Linked DNA regions of Mus musculus: region 2 is linked to region 1. A link is a contact called in public promoter capture Hi-C data. All regions are on one chromosome and are shown on one strand. The core of a region is the stretch at or near the end of the contact, and the rest is flanking DNA. Distances in the headings are between cores, read along the strand shown.

The links. Capture Hi-C pulls out chosen DNA fragments and counts their contacts.
Region 2: a promoter capture Hi-C map of pancreatic islet shows a contact between it and region 1. A contact is called at or near these places in 9 of 39 promoter capture datasets (the 3T3-L1 cell line, the SN4741 cell line, cranial neural crest and 5 more), 9 of 484 Hi-C or Micro-C datasets (CD4 T cells, the HL-1 cell line, cerebral cortex and 5 more), 7 of 130 datasets of targeted methods (CD8 T cells, double positive thymocytes, effector CD8 T cells and 4 more) and 4 of 9 other capture datasets (adipose tissue, embryonic stem cells, liver and 1 more).

Annotation. Positions count from the first base shown.
Region 1 is chr19:5,405,492-5,408,153 of GRCm38.p6, reverse strand. 4930481A15Rik (RIKEN cDNA 4930481A15 gene) reads right to left here and starts at 1,339. Exons shown (of 4, transcript NR_027938.2): 1 at 1,071-1,339.
Region 2 is chr19:5,559,209-5,561,870 of GRCm38.p6, reverse strand. It overlaps Ovol1 (ovo like zinc finger 1), which reads left to right and starts at 1,296. Exons shown (of 4, transcript NM_019935.3): 1 at 1,296-1,670. The coding sequence starts at 1,571. It also overlaps a transcript of Ap5b1 not described here.

The sequences.
Region 1 (2,662 bases), core at 90-2,589:
CTAAAGAAATCTCTGCTAGCCTGGCATGAAGGCACACACCTTTAAGAAAATTTGAGGCTAGCCTGAGCTGCAGAGTAAGATAGTGGAGGTGACCCCCCTAAAACATAAAATAGGGGATAGTGAGGTGACTCAATGGGGAAAGTGCTCTCTGTGCAAGCCGGATGACATGAGTTCAATTCCCAGAACCCACATGAAAGTGGCAAGAGAGAACAAAGTTGACTTCTGACCCCACATACATGCTGTGGCAGTAGCCACCCCCTTCCTATCATGCACACACAATAACAATAAAAATAAATAGAACAAATGAATGAGTGATTTAAAATAAAGTGACTGGTTTTACGTCACCGTCAGATCTCTGAGCTTGACTCACTCTTACTTTGTGTTCGCCTCTCTGAACTTGATTTAGAACAACACAGTTGCTGCTCTCCTGGCCAGTGGAGCCCCTACCATCGAGCACAGAGGGAAGCGTCCTTCCTATCCTCACCCTCTACTCCAAACTCCTGCTCTCCTATTGTAAAGGGATGGGAGGAGAACGGTGGTAAAGGAGGAGTGGGCATGACTGGCTCCTCCAGGTGCTGGATAAAGCTACTCCAGCAAGATAAAGCTACTCCAGCAGGAAGAGATGCTCAGCAGATGGGAGAGTGTACCACAGATGGGAGAGTGTACCACAGATGGGAGAGTGTACCACAGATGGGAGAGTGTACCACAGATGGGAGAGTGTACCACAGATGGGAGAGTGTACCACAGAGGGTTCAGCTTCCAGGTCCCACATAGCGGCTCATAACGATCTGTAACTTCAGTTTCAGTGACCAGCGCCCTCTTCTGGACTCTCTGGGCATGTGGGGCACGGACATACACGCAAGCAAAACATCCTTACACATTTAAAGAGTTTAAACTACAAAAGCTGTTCTTATCTGTGGGTGCTGCCTGTGTTTTCTGGGACACCTTTCCAGATCGACCCCAACTTCAGCAAATGGTAGCCCCTATGTTTCGATGGCTCTGATTTTCTTCCCTCTGGCACACGCAGACCCATTCTATGGGGGCTCCCCTCACAGGATCCGTTTTTTTACCTTAGGGTTAGTCAGTCTCCACTGCCAGGCCATACGCTTGCTGGAGGTCACGGCACTACTGACGCCCTGGGCCACCACAACACCAGTGAGCCTCTTGAGCTTTCTTAGAGCACTTAGTACCAGATTTAGAATTAGAAGACAATTCACCAGTCAGGCGTGTGGTGCAGGCCTTTAGTCCCAGCACCCAGCAGGGGCAGGTGGATCTTTGAGTTTGAAGCCAGCCTGGTCTACAGAGTGAGTTCCAGTCCAGTCAAGGTTACATGTTGGGAGCCGCCCCCACATTCGCCGTCACAAGATGGCGCTGACATCCTGTGTTCTAAGTGGTAAACAAATAATCTGCGCATGTGCCAAGGGTATTTTACGACTACTTGTACTCTGCCTTTCCCGTGAACGTCAGCTCGGCCATGGGCTGCAGCCAATCAGGGAGTGATGCGTCCTAAGCGAAGGATAACTCCTCCTTAAAGGGGACGGGGTTTCGGCCATTCTCTCTTGCTCTGCGCGCCCGGCGCTCTGGCTCCTAAAGATGTAAACAATAGAGCGCGCTCTGCGCTTTGGCGCGCCGGAGCTCTGGCTCCTAAAGATGTAAGATTGGGGTGGCTTTCGCTTTTGGGGCTGGGGGTTTGCGCTCCTGGCTCCTGAAGATGTAAGCAATAAAGTTTTGCCGCAGAAGATTCTGGTTTGTTGTGTTCTTTCCTGGCCGGTCGTGAGAACGCGAATAAGAGTTACACAGTGAAATCATGTCTTGAAAAAAAAAACAAACATAAAAAAGGAGGAGGAGGAGGAGGAGGAGGAAGAGGAGGAGGACAGGAAGAGGGAAAGAAGACAGTTTAGTAGCTTCAGGTTTGAGATCTCAGCAGGATACCAGCTGTTTCCAAACTGATGTCATTACCAACTCACTCTCTCAAAATTTACCCTAGAGGCTGGCAAGACACCTCAGCGGGTAAAGGAGCCACGAAACATAACGTCAACCTAAGCTTGACAGCTGAGACTCACACGGCAGAAGGGGAGAACTGACTATAAGTTATCCTCCCAGTGGTCACATGCATCCCAGACCACACACCCCAGCCTATCCACAAATAGATAAATAAGTGTAAAAGTCTAAGAAATCTACCCTTGCACCGGGAGCACGTTTCAGGAGGCAGGGTGCGTGCCTGGGATGCAAGAAGCCTTGAGTTAAGGGTCCAGCACCAAATAAACCAGGCACAGTGGCGAGCACTGTAATCTCCACGCTAGGGAGGTGGAGGCAGGAGGATCAGAAGTTGAAGTTTATCCTTGTCTGTATAGCAAGTTCAAAGCTAGCCTGGGCTACATTAGACTCTTTCTTAGATAGATAGATAGATAGATAGATAGATAGATAGATAGATAGATAGATAGATAGAATCCAATTTGAATCCATTCATACTTCTGACAAGGATGAGGGTCAAAAGTGGCAGAGTGTGGATCAGGCTGGGGCTGGAGAGACAGCTCAGAGGATAAGAGCACTGGCTGCTCTTCCAGAGGATTTCGGTTGGGTTCCCAGCACCCACATGGAGGCTCACAACTGTAACTCCTTTCCAGATCCAGTGTTCTCTTCTGACCTCAGCAGGCACTGA
Region 2 (2,662 bases), core at 47-2,546, 150 kb before region 1:
TTCCCTACCTCAGCTTCCCACAAGCTGGGATCACAAGCATGAACCGTATCCACCTGTGACTCCTGACTTTTGAACTGTGTGAATTAATTTATCAGACTAATTTCCTCACAGTCTGTTCCGGCAAACATTTAACACTATGTGAGACAGGTGTACTGAAGTCTGGAGTCTAAAAATGTTAGCAGCCTTTAACTGCAGGTTCCATCCCTGCCTTTAATAGGTCAGCCAGTAAAAGCAACCCAGCACGGCCAAAGTGTCATAGTGTGGCTCACACGAAGGCCACGGAACACTCTCAGTTCAATGGGGGTGGGGCATAGCTCCAACTAGGCCTGCTGAAGAGTACAGCAGGGTGGAGGGGGAGCTGCTTGCTGATCTCCCACCCAGGGAGGACACTGGTTGCAACAGGCAAGAGGACTGTGTCAGATCTCACTCAGCTGGAGTCATTATCCCAGAGCCTCTTCCAGGTTTTCAGAATCTGAAATCCGGCTGTTTATGACCAGGAGAGTTTGGGCGAATACACCCGCCCATATGCCAAGGTGCTGGCCTGGGTTAGGTTGGACTCAGGGCAGTTTAATCGCCCTCGAAACCAGAAGGCAGGCTCCAGCTTTGGATTCACAGGCGCATCCGAGCCTCCCGGTCCACGCGCACCTCTCGTCTCGCGTGCCTTTCCGCAGGAACCCGGTGCCCAGCAAATACCTCTCCGCTGAACCAAGAATTGCTCACCCTGGCCTTGGGGATCCCTGGCCGCTGGGTTCGGGCCCGGACCGCCGGTTCCCGCTCCGCGGCTTTGTGCCTCTCCCGGCGCCCCGGGCGCGCCAGGCTGGGCCCGGACCTGTTGGGCCAGTTTTATGTCATCGCCCACAGAGCGTGCGAGCGCCGGTGCAAATAACGTTGCCCTCCCCTCCCTTTCCGTGCCCGCTCCCTCCGAAACTCTAGTTTGCAAACGTGAGCACGCTGGGCAGGGGAGGTCCGGGGCGGGCCGGGTGCTTCTGGGTGTGGGGACCGGAGCACGCCCCCTAACCCTGCCCCCGTCGTGCCACCCCGCCCGGGCCGCGAGGCCACCTCACCCGCAGCGGAATGGAAACCGGTTCGACAGGTAACAAATAGGTGGGTTGTCACCGTTATTTCCCAACGCATGCGCCATCGCTCTCTCGGCCACTCCAAGCTAATTAGATCAGATCAACACCCCTACCCCACCCCCGCCCGAGCCACCAACACACACCGCCGCGAGCCAATAAAGCGTGAACCCGTCCGTCCAGCTCGCACTTGAAGACTTCGCGAGCAGCCGCGGGGACGCCAGTCGAGCTAAAGGACGCTGGCTTAGCGCTTCTGCGATCCCGGTGCACCTGGCTGCACCCTCTCTGTGGACACCGGCGACCTTCGGCGTAGTTGGAAACGCCACGCGTGGTCCCTGGTACACTCTGTCCTAAGAACGTGGACACGCCTCGGCGACTCTTTCCTTGAACTGTCCCTATTCCCGCGCCTCAACCCCGATCCGGTGGAAGAAAAGGTGGGACGACCACACGAACTCGACTTACCAGAGCGAACCGCGCCGGGCCAGGAGGAACTGAAGATGCCTCGCGCGTTCCTGGTGAAGAAGCCATGCGTCTCCACGTGCAAGAGGAACTGGAGCGAGCTCCCGGACGAAGAGCGCGGCGAGATCTACGTGCCAGGTGAGGCGCCTCGGGCTCCCGGCGCCGGGAGGGCGGGGCGCACGGACCAGCGGTCGGCGCCGGTCAGTCGAGCGTGGGGACGCAGATTCTCGTCGCGATTCGACCCCCGGCGCTGAAGGAGCGTGGGTGGGGGAAGGGGACTCCAAACCGAGGCTTTGCCGCTCTCAGGCCCGGGATCTCCTGCCCGCGCCGCGCTACAGGGGACGCAGTGGGGTGTGTCACCGCTCAGGCGACCTCCGGCTCTCGTGTCGTAAATCCAGAAAACCCGGGCTTTCATGAGGCAGGAGAGGAGCACTGGAGCGATGCCACTTTGGAGGGGAGGGCCAGGGAATGGAAAGGAGCAGAGCTGGAGTTTCCGCTGAAACTTGGGCTACATTGTAAGAGAAAACTTGGCCCCATAACTTTGGTGGTATTGAAATGAGGGTCCAGATTCAGGACCACCGAATTTCCCTGGACTCCTGCCTGACGGTCCAGGAGCTGCTGGGAAATAAACCCAATGTACCTTGCTTGCCTTTGAGACAGTCCCACCTCGGTTCAGCTCGTGGAGGACACTAAGCAAAAGATGGTTCTTAGAGCCGTAAGGTACTCCAGGAAGCCAGTGTACCTAGTTTATTTAGGGAGGACGCCTTGACAGCCTGCACGTCAACTTAGAATTGAGTTGCTAGAATTGTCTCTTCTTCCAGCTGCATCTTCCTCTGAGACCCTAGAAAACTTCTGCCCCCTCTCTCCCAATACAAAACTCCCCTCCCCTATCTTGGGGGGTGGGGCAGGAGCCTACTGCCCTGCGCCTCCAAGGGGGGAGGGGGAGGCGGTAATTAACCAACCGACTTTGACCCTTGATCTGCAGGTTCCCTGGCTCCACCCAGGCTTTTAAGAAAGCAGGGGAAATGAGGGTGGTGAGTGAGGGGCCCTGTGCGGGTTCTTGCCTCAATTTCCCTCTTGGAAAGCTGTCTTGGGCGTAATGGTGTTTTGTGTCAGACCGTCCAGGATCC